Regions from separate parts of the Mustela erminea genome. Here region 1 is linked to region 2. A link is a contact called in public Hi-C data. All regions are on one chromosome and are shown on one strand. The core of a region is the stretch at or near the end of the contact, and the rest is flanking DNA. Distances in the headings are between cores, read along the strand shown.

The links. Hi-C and Micro-C count contacts between places; a contact is called where the count stands out from the background.
Region 1: a contact with region 2 is called in a Hi-C map of skeletal muscle, with 13 times the contacts expected there. The contact joins the promoter of RND3 here to the promoter of MMADHC in region 2. A contact is called at or near these places in 2 of 3 Hi-C or Micro-C datasets (skeletal muscle and spleen).

What each region holds. Positions count from the first base shown.
Region 1 is chr8:48,374,001-48,379,667 of mMusErm1.Pri, forward strand. RND3 (rho-related GTP-binding protein RhoE) reads right to left here and starts at 2,710. Exons shown (of 5, transcript XM_032355514.1): 1 at 2,282-2,710; 2 at 1,722-1,809. The coding sequence starts at 2,431.
Region 2 is chr8:47,608,249-47,614,131 of mMusErm1.Pri, forward strand. MMADHC (methylmalonic aciduria and homocystinuria type D protein, mitochondrial) reads right to left here and starts at 2,546. Exons shown (of 7, transcript XM_032355512.1): 1 at 2,334-2,546. The coding sequence starts at 2,393.

The DNA of each region.
Region 1 (5,667 bases), core at 1,460-3,959, 770 kb after region 2:
ACAGGAACTACTGAAAATAAAAATAAATAAATAAATGAATTAATTAATACACTTCCATTCTGTCTATCCACACGGTGCCTGTAGTCGCGAGACGGTGCGTGCACAGCCCAGTACAAAACACTGTGAGGTTCTGGTTCTGTTACCCTTGGCCAAGCTTGAGGAAGAGCCTGACTCAGGTGGAAACAAATTCAGCGCCTCCCACCGCCAACACTACGCGCATCTGGCACCGGCCATGGAGAGGCGCTCGTGCGAGACTTCTTTGCCTTTGTGCAGGGACTGCCTCTGGCGACCCTGTCAGTCTGGTGCCTTCCTTTTGCTCTCTAATCCCGTTGTGTCCCCTCCCCGCCCCGGGGGCTCCAGAAGTTAAAACCCAGGGCTGTGGGAAGCTCGCAGAGTCCAGAAGCACTTCCACGAGGCCACTCCCAGCTGGGCGCAGGTCCACCTCCGGGGCCTCCCTGCTTGACAGCAACGGCTGCATGTTGGCACTTGCGCTCTCCTCCTCGCTAGTTTCACCCGGGATTTGGCTCGGTCCACCTGCAGCAGCCCGACTCCCTGCTAAGCTCCCAGACCCAAGCGCTGGGGCCTTCCCCCGGCCTTCCCCGGTGGTCCCTCCTCCAGAGGCGACACCCTTGTGTGAAACGGGATTCCTCCTCTCCCCCTCCGATCCTCCGAGCACTGCGGTGTGGGGGGCGGGTACCAGCCCGAGATTCCAGGTGGCGCCTCCCGCCCCCACCAAGCCAGGCCCAGGCCAGATCCCTAATAGCCGCGTGCTGAGGACCTCCCCAGGGGTACCCGTCCTTCCTACCACCGCCCACTACGTAGGTGGGTGGGCGCACAGAAAGCGATAACCCGGCCTTGAACCCCGGACCCTTGAAAATAATTCACCACGATGCCAGTAATTCAACTGGACAGAAAGGTCAAAGGCGAAGAGCACTGCCCGCGGCCTTGCGGGCGGGTAGAGGGTGATGAAATAGTCAGGAAAGAACTGCGAGGGCCGGGGTGGGGGTGCGGGGTGCGGCGTGATCACTGGGGCTGGCGAGGGGTGTAGGATCTGGGGATCCGCACCGAGACTGCGCGGGCGGCGGGAGACGAGGGCCGGCGACCGCTCCGCCGGGTGCTGCCCGCGCCACCAGCGCATTCCTGGCTGTAGGCGTCAGGAGCGCCGCGGCTGCCTGCGCTCACGTTGCTCCCCCCGCCCCAAAGCTGAATACACACGTAACTGCGTCGCTTCGGGGATTCTCCCCCACCTCCCACCATTCCCGCCGCGCTCCCCGCGCCTCCGACAGTCGTCAGGTTAGCTCCTGCAGGGGCGCCTGCCGCGAGCCCGGTAGTCCTGAGGCCCGCACGCATTCTCCCCCCACCCCCATCGGGCCACCTTGGCCGCCCATAGGCGACTGGGGAACGACCTCCCCTCCCCCCCGAGCCAGCCGCTCCCCGGCCACCTGGCTACCAGCGCTTCCACAGCGGGGTCACCCGGCGGGCACACAGCGCCCTTCTCTCCCCACTCCCATTCCCCCCTAGCCTTCGTCGTCCCCCACCCCGCCCAGAAGGGACCGCGGGAATCCCTCGGAAGAGGCAGAGTTAACCCAGGGGCGCAGAGTGCGCGGCTGGCGCGCGGTCGGGCGCTTGGGAGCGTGCCGCGCGGGGTCCCGAGACCCGCCACGCACCCGGTGCCGCTGGAAACCCGCCCCAAGCGCCACGCGGTCCGAGGACTGTCTTACCCGAAGTGTCCCACAGGCTCAACTCTATTCTTTGTGTGTCGATTTCAAAACTGGCCGTGTAATTCTCAAACACTGTAGGGACATAATTCTGGACAAACAAAATGGGCAGAGACAGGAAAGAGGGCAAAGAGGTTATCTACAGAGCACGACACCGGCACAACACCCTCTGAAAATCGCTTCCTCACTCCCCGATTAAAAAAAAAAAAAAAAAACCCACCCGCCAGACACGCGGCCCGTTTCTGAAACCCCAGCCTCATCACCCGCACCGCCCTGCTCCCCAAGACGTGAGGATCCAAACCTCCCCGCCCGGGTTCCGCACCCAGGACCGAACAAGTTTCAGAGGCTAACAGCGGAATGTGCAGACGCGTCCCCGAAACGTTCCAGCTCACTTTCCCTTTCCCGGCAGTCTCACCAGGGGGAAAGTAGTAAGAAAGACTGCTTAGGAAAAGAAAATGGGGTGAAGGGGGGGCAATGCGAGGAGAAGCCCAACCCCAGACGGGGGGGATCCCCACCGGCGGACCCCTCCCGCGTCCGAGCCCCGGCCGGCCGGCCGCACTCACCTCGGGGAAGCAGTCCTTGGCGAAGACGTGCAGCAGCGCGGTTTTCCCACACTGACTGTCTCCCACTACTACTATCTTGCATTTCACGTTCTGATTAGGATCCATGATAGATTTACTAGATAATTTCTGGCTGGCTCTTCTCTCCTTCATTGATCTTGCCTTATTTTCTCTTGGAACAGGAATTTTCTCTTAAGAGGAAAAATAGATACTTCTCTGTCTATAAAAAGCAGATATAAAAAAATACAACCCGAAGCTGGGGGGAACTCTGGAAGCGCCGCGCAGACGGGGGGCTGGAGGAGCAGGCTCGTTACTCCCCTCCAACAAGTTTTACGCCTGACTCCACACCGCGCTTCCCAAGTCCAATTCCGATCCGACTGCTTTGTTTCACGCTCTCCGCAAGGCTTTATACGCCCGGCCTTCCAATCCTCTTTCTCAATGAGAGAAGGAAACCGATCCGCCTCCTCCCCTTTTATGGAGCCTGGGAGCAAGCGCCCTCTCCTTACTCCCTGAAAATGTAAACAGTGCGCCCTCTAGGGGGACCGTGCGGGATCTATTTCCACACTAAGCCTCTGGGACAACTTGAAGACCCCAACCATGCTTTTGCGGATGGATGGGACTGTGCGAGTCCAGCAGGAGGTGGGGAAACGGAATGTCTGTGCATGGGGATTTTTATTAGGATTCCTTTAAAAACGTTTCAATAGGGGCTGATGTACATAAGCCTCATGAACATTTGTAAAAGCAAAAGCATTTCTCATCCAAGTTAAAACCATCATTAAAATAACAGCAAGCTCTCTTGGGTTAGGAAGGGTTAAGTGGTTGTATTTTTTTTTTTTTTTTAAGAAAGAAATGGTTTGTATCACGTATATAGGGCATGGAACAATAGCTAAGCTAGGCTATTTCAGATGCGGGAACTGGCTTGTCTAGGTCACAGCAACACACTGGCTTCTGAAACCTGTCAGTTTCAGTCACTCAGGAGGAGGCAGAAAGGTTTTGAAGAGTGGGTAGAAGAGGTGGGAACAGAGAAAAAAGAGAAGCAGGAGATGCTTTTAACTCAGTGCAAAAGCCATTGTAAACTCAGCTCTATTGCAGTAGGAGCCCAAACAGGCAAGGCAGCCATTGCCCCGGTTGCAATGAGGAGACCGGGTAGAGGGTATCTGATTCTGCCCTGGTTTCCTCTATCTGTAGCCTCCCCTTCCCTAGAATCAAAGATGTATCCAGAAAACACAAATGTACTTAGTTGGAAAGTGCGGGTACAACTCTGCTCCCTCCACCCCTCATTTTTCACACCCATCCCCCTACCCACCCACCCCCAAAATCTGAAAGAGGAGCAAGAATGGCTATGCACGTGTTCTCTTTTCTCTATCAGAAGTCCTTCTTTTCTCATCTTTGTCTCCTGTGCTTCAAATGGAAAGGTTTCAGCTATTAAACTGTAGTAAGGACATTGGTCAAAAATATTATAGGTACCTCTGTGGAGACTTCTAGGCTCATAAATGAGAAGGTGAGGTAAAAACTCAGAATGTGCAGGGCACCTGAGTGACTCAGTCAATTAAGCATCTGTCTATGGCTCAGGTCATGATCCCAGCGTCCTGGGTTGGAACCTGGTATTGGGCTCCCTGTTCAGCCAGGAGTCTGCTTCTCACTCTCTCCCTCTGCCCCTCCCACCCCCGCTTGTGCTCTTTCTCACTCTCTCTCTCTCTCTCTCAAATAAATAAACAAAAATTAAAAAAAAAAAAAAGAAAAAAACCCAGAATTTTCAGTATGGGAAATGAAAAGACACTGAAAGGGGGTTAAAGGCAGAGATGTTAAGTATTGGATGGTAAGACCATGAAGCCTCATGCATCCAAGGATGGTCTTGTCTCCCATTCAGAGCAGAGAAAAACTGGAGGCGCCCCCACCCCCATGGCAAAGCAAGACCCTGCCTCAGACCCAGTGTGTGGGTGGGTGTTTACACACATGTAGGGCTGACCCCCAGAGAAAGGGATAGCTGGCCCTGATCAAGTTCCCAAAGCAGAGTTGGCCAAAGTTTTCTCAGCAGAACTTCAGTCCTCCTCACAAAAAAACTGTCCTGTGTCCCCAAGAATGATGGAGACACTGTGTCCTTTTCACCCCTTCAAGATGCACCGGTTATAGACACAAAAAAAGTTCTAAGGAAAAGTAGCCTACATAGCATAGTTTGACCCGGCATGCCCTATTTAAGCACAGGAAGCTTTTATCCAATTATTTCTTTCATTCGAAGAGCAATGGGAACAATGGCTGGGGTCAAGATCAACAAGAAGTGGATCTGTGTGACCCTGGACGAGTTCTTCACCCTCTCTGAGCCTCAGCTTGATCATCTGTAAAATGGGAATCATTATAGTGATGATGAGGGGGTGCAAGTGAACTTTGAAGAATAGTTTGTGGCACAATATAAAATCTCTGCTCTATTTTTTATTTTTCATGTAACTCTTATTTACACTTCTTAGAATTATTGAACATATCTTGGGAAATACTGGCCTCATTAATGGACTCACTAATTGGAACTGGGAGACTAGATCTACCTTTCTCTTCTCTCAGATTTTTAACTTATAAGTTGCCCTTTTCTAGAGATAGGATGTGACCTTACACATTACTGAATTGACATTGTCTATGTGGGTAAGCCACTCTAACTAGCCTTAATTATGAATTATTAGTATTTGACTGACGGTGAATAAGTAGGTAATTTGTCATATAAACTGGGCACTTTTGAGAGCAAAAAAGGTACTACTAATGATTATGTCAGAACAGTAGTCGTAAACAGGGTCTGTCCCAGGCAAAGTGAGAGGTATAATCACTTTACCAATGAATAATCTGAAATCATAGTAGATGACTATTTTTAGAAATCAGGTGACCTGAATCTCCAGGAATCTGCCAGTTGCTGAGTGAAATTTAATGGCTGTGTAATAGAGTAGAAAACCAACCGCCTGAAGTTACCAGTCTCTGAGTCTCATTAGAGCAAGAATCCTTTCCTTTCCTTCTCTGGATCTCTAGTGCTCAGTGTCTCATAGATCGTCAATATTTTTAAAAATTCATTTAGTATTTAGTTCAACAGAAATTTATTAAGCACCTGCTACATGTCAGGCCCATTTCTAGGAATGGTAGATGTCACAATAAACAAGCCAGCTCCGTTTGCTGCTCTCACAGAGTGCATATTTCAAAACAGAGAGAGACAATAAGGAGGTAGGTACATAAATAAGAATGAATGTGCTAAGCACTATGGAGAAAAAAACGGGTGGCACGATAACCACGTAGTAGGTAGGGACTAGACTCAGTGGCTCGGCAATGCCTCTCTGAGGAGGCTGAGTCTTCAATGACGAGCAAATGAGGGCGATGAGAGCAAATCAGCCACGAGAAGCTCTCCCGAAAGGAAA
Region 2 (5,883 bases), core at 1,296-3,795:
CAGGTTATCAAATATAATTTTAAAATCTTTATTAGTGTAAATACAGAAGCTGTCTTTTAGACACTACTTTAGGATTAAGTCCTGCTTTTGGTCATGTGAGTAGAATATAGGATCTATACGAAAGACTTAGAACTAGTTATCTAGGAAATTCATCTATATCCATCAAGGAAATTCATTCATACCCAGCTACAGACATTTTTGTGTAGTCCACACTATTATAAAAAAAAAAAAATCTGAATTGGGTCTAAACACTGAGAAATTACAGATTTCACACAAAAAGTCCAGATTTTTGGCTATTCTTGAAATCTCAGAAGAGCTGGCAGCAGTATTCATATTCCCAAATGGCATTAATTAGCAATAAATCACCGTAGCTAAGGAAAGGCTGCTCCTGTTATATCAGAAATGAGAATTTCAGTTTGTCAAAGTTCCCACTGAGGCATCTTGATTTACCTGTCCAGCTTCTGAAGCGTGGACATTCATGACTCTTGCTATGTATGCTAATTAAATAGGTGAAGACACACATACTTGCCTATTTCCTAACTGACATTCAGTATTTCCAATGCATATAAACACAAATTTTTAAAGTATATTTGAATATTAAGATTTATTTTGTATGAACTTCTTTCTAACAATAAAAGATTTATGAAAGCATCTTTCAAAATACTCACCCTGCTGATCTAATTCATTTAAATAAAAATAAAGCCAGGTTGAACATTAGTATTCTATTCTAGTTACTCTGAGAGTACCCATGCTTCTATTACAACATTCCCTTTCTGGGGTTCTGGCTAAGTAAAAATTCAAGTTAAAATGGGGTCCAAAACTAGTGGTCTACTTTTATGAATTGACCCTACAGTCACATCATTAGATTCTTAACATATCATGTTCAATTACACGAATATTATCCTGACTAATTGTTGCCATATTAATCCTCCTAACACAGCTTTGATTAAAAGATCACAATGTAAAGAATCAGATCTAAATACCGAGTGTGACATTCAAGCTATTACTCAATTCCAACTCCACAATACAACCTTATTTCCCTCTAATCTCTTTCATATATCTGACATTGCAGAATGCAGAAATGACTTTTAAGTTTTGAAAGGGAAGATGTCTCTGAATACATCAGATTCTTCCATTCAAGTCTTCCATTATCTAAATCCTACCATCTTTCAAAACTCAAGATTAAATGTTCTCTGATTAAGTGATCCCAAACCCCTTGTTTCTCCTCTTCACAAAGCTTTGAATCTGGATGTACTTTTGTGTAGCTTTTAAGAAATAATTACTTTACACCCTTATGATAGCTATTTCATGTACTACTACTGTCCCCTACTATATGAAGTCCTTACAGTAGCATGAGTCTAAACTGGAGACTTACAATCAATATTTCTGGTCTATGAGAATCATATCTCTTGCTCTCATTTTGTACGATATGGAAGGTTACTCACTTGACTGAAGCTGTTACGAAACCTTCAGTTTCGCTAACAAAAGAAAAAATAGTTTAAAAATAGATTCTAAGTATTTACTCAAAAGGTCTTTTAAAAATATTGAAAGGATGTTGGCACTGAATTTATTTCCAAAAACGAATTTGTAGAAACAAGTACACGCGTGTTGTAGAAAACCTTTGTGTTCCAACCTACCTTCGAAGCGTACCAACATAATTTCACACCCCTTGCTTCCCCTGACATTTTTCATACAACTACGTCTAAGCACAAGAAACCGGCCACCGATGTTACCATAATTAAACCCGTCCCTCCATTTTCTAACAAGTACCCAAACCACTCCACTGCTTAAGAGACTAATTTACTCACAGTGGCCATTTCCAGCGGGGACGGCAGACGCAAATTATCTTCCCTTTCGTAAGTTATTCCTGAGAACGTACAAAACAAAACAGGCCAGTGTGCGATTAAGCTGTACTAACACACAACTCGGGGAACGTCCACTATCTTCTACCATGTGTTGCTCCACCACGACCAAAGTCCAAGCTCCCCCTAAAATCCAAGAAGGCCAGAATTGGCCTCCAGTCCCTACAGGGCACAGATCCCTGCCCAGAGGAGGCCGTGCCGTACCCAGCCCTCCCGGTTTGTGCCCCCACCCCTCAGCCCCCGCTCCAGCAAGCAACTCGGACCAGATGCGGGCGGGGAACGAGGAGCCGAAGGCTTAGACAGAGTTCCGAGGGTCGAAGCGGGCATTTTAACACAGATTAGGGGGGGTCTGACCACAGCTCCAAAAAAAGGGTTCGAACGGAGCTGACGGTGAGGAAGCGAAAACAGCCTGCAGACGGAGTGACAGAACTAGGGACACCGACAGGGACCCTGTCGGAATAGGGGCAATACCGAATGCCGTGGCACCAAGAAGGCGGCGAATCTGGAGGGGCTATAGCGGGCGGAAACCATCCGTACCAGTCCCGCCGCCGCCGCCTCCAGCCGTCCCAGACCCTCACTCTTTGCGCTGTCAAAATGGCGGCGGCGACGGCCGCAGGGGTAGCGTAGACGCTGGCAGTGACCAGGCTGAAGAAGTTGCTCCTGAAAGCATCGATGGGAAGGATCGTCGAATTAATGATGCGCACGCGCACAATAGGACCATAGAGCCTACCTCCTATTGGATAGCCGCGGGCAAACATGTAGGAGGAGAAAAGGTGAGGTGGGGTGACGTAGAAGGAGGAGGGTTCCTGATCTGGGTTGAGGGCTCCTTCTGTTTCCTTCATTAACTCTTGGGTTCATTTGCTAGATTCCTCCACCCCAAGGCATTCTAACTGCCACCAAGAGATACAATCTTAACTTCTTCATATCATAGTTACTGTTTTTTCACGAATCACTGTTTTCGAGCATAGGACACTTAGGTTTTTCTATTTATGTCCCAGGCCCTTAATAGGCTCAATAGGTATTTATCAAACGATTTATTTAGAAACATATATCATTTTCATTTATCAATTGTTTTTTAATTAACTGAAGTCCTTACTTTATTCATACCAATATTTCTGGGTAGGTAATGTTAGACAAGTTGGTCTCTGTTTCTGTTTCCTCACCTGTAAAAGGAGAATAATAGTGCTTGCTCCACACACTGTAAAGATCAAACGAATTTATATATAGCTAACACTTAAAGCATGCACATGCACACACAGCTCGGAGCTTGGGAGTCACAGAAAGGCTTCTAAGAAAGGACCACTGAGCTGAGTGTTGAAGTTACATACAACTCATTTTTTCATGCCTTGGAAATTTCTCTTCGGTTTACTTGTCCCAGTTAGATAAGAGGATTTCTGGTTGAATAATGATTGTAAGCTTTTTGAGATCAGGAAGCATATGCTATTCATCTTTGCCACGATAGAAATCATTTGTCAGGTTCAGGTGGGAGATAAAAGGAGTCAGTGATCAACAGTATGGCAGGAAGCTGTCAGGAGTAACATCATAGCACATATGCTTGTATGTGTTTTGAAAGATGGATGGGTGTTTACCAGAATGCCAAGAAAAGATGTGGAGGGGTGAGGATACTTCAGGCAAAGGGAGCAGTGTGAACAGAGTTGTGGAATCTGAAACACTGTGCACATTTGGGGAGATCTACAGGTAGTCAAGGCAATGGGTTTGGCATGGACAGGGGCCATGATCATAGTCAGTCTTCAGGGCAGTACTAAGATAGATGTAATCTTGGAAGCAACGAGAAGCAACTGGGAAGACTGAAGCAGAGTCATGGCCTTACCAGATTTGTATCTTGGGAAGGTCCTCTGGCTGCCATTTAGAGGATGGATTGGAAGGGTGTGTGAGATAACTTCTAAATTTTTGACTTAGGATATTTGGTGAATAAAGTTGCTTTTGTTTTATTGGGAATTCAGTAATATTAGTATCTGTGGAATGTATACTATGTGGTTGCACTTGGATAAGGTTTTTCACATTATTTGTTTTAATTCTCATAACGATATAGAAAATAGAGCTATTATCCTCATGTTAAATATGAAGAAGAAATGAAAGAAGAAAGGGGCTAAGTATATTTCTGAAGCTTCCCGGGTTGGACTTAAATCAAGGTCTGTTAGGTTCAAAATAGTGTTCTCTCTCCCACATGTATTGTCTTCCAGAAGAACAGATGTTTGGAGAATGATGAAGGGTTTGGTTTGGGATAACTTCAGTTGTAAGATGCTTAAGGGACATTCATATGGAGTTGCCAATAAGTCATTTGAAAATAGGCCTGTTGCTCAGGAAAGTGGTTTATATAGGAGACAGAAATTTGAGGGTCCTTGACATATGTATGGGTAATTATTCAAGCCATGGGAACCTCTTATCCTGAAGTTCAACAATAGGCTTTATGAGAAGGGAGTGTCTGTGACACTTCTGAAATGTATGCACATTTTTGTATATTTGTAAATAGATTCATTTTTTTTCCATAGGGAGAGGGTACATAGCTTTTTCAGATTCTTGAAGGAGTTCATGACTCTGAACATTCAAGAACTTCTAGTGTGGAGTACAAAAGAAAAAGGGCAAAGTCAGAATACTAGGAGATATTAATTAAAGGGGTAACAGAAGAAAACCTGGCAATGGAAACTGGCAAGTTTCAGTCAGAAAGTAGAAGGAAATCAGGAGACAGGATTCTAGACATCAAGAATTACTGTTATTATTGCTCCATATTATTAGATGTTACCAAAAGTTCTTATTGCAGTTCATCTTACTTGATAAATCCAGCAACAGTGACTTTTCCAGAGGAATTTCAATGGAGTGGGGTGTGGGGAGGTGGAATTTTGATAACTTGGTATTCAGAGGATGAAACAGAAACTTCTTGAGGACAGAGACTTTATCTGTTTGTTCACTGTATTCTGGGACTTTACTGTATTCCTGCTACAGAGAGGTGATCAATAAATGTTTGCTGAATATGTGAAGTTGAATAGATGAAGAAGTGTGGGCCACTAATAACAAGCTACTATTAACAACAGCTGCTTTTTGTTTTTCTGTTTCCAGCCTCCATACCTTCATGACATCCATCTATCTGACAACTGGGCTGGGAGAGTAGTGGTGTCTATACTGCATAAGTGAAGAAAGTGAGACTCGGGCTAGGTACACTGCTCGATGATGTACAATTACGTGTAGTGGTGAATGTGAGATTAAACCTTGGATTTGTCTGGCTCCGACATCTCCATGCCTTCCACAACAGTAAAACTCGGAAGACAGAGAGGTAAGTAGCTGTCTCTCAGATTATTTCAGTTTACTCTTACCCATTTTCCTTCTCCCTTCCCCTTTCTCTTGGATTGTTCTTATTCTACAGAGATGAAGGAGGACCATCGAAGAACTGTAAAAATCGATCCATTCACCACATTGTGAGATTATTCAGAGGCCAATATGTAATTCTTGGGGGTTTTCTTTCTCATCTGACTTTTATAGCTGCCTGCTTTGATGTTTTTTGGTAAACATCTGGCTTCCCTTTTATTCTAGAAACACCAATTCTCAATGACAAAAGATGTATACTTATGCAAACTAAGAAACATATAGTAATCACTAAGTTCTCAACTTGGCAAGACTGTTCTGTTGCAGCTGGTTCTTTCTGTAAAAACAGTAGGATTATAAAACCAAAAGACAAAATGGACTATTTTCTGCTCAGCCATGCATATCTAAAGCACATTAGAAGTTCGAAGACGATATCTCGTGTTATTTTAAAAAATACTACATGGAGCTATTACCTGGTTGCAAGAAAACAACATGTAAAATGATAATAATAGAAATTTAAAAAGAGTGTGGATAAATGTAAAAATCTGTGAACACTTGGTTTTTATTATTTAACTCAATCATATTACTATTAAGAATACATCTTTTTAAGTTGCCCACATCACTGATGGACTATCTCTTTAGTATTTGATATGTTAAGATAGACATATATTTTAGTCATTTCTAGAAGACTAAAGCTTTT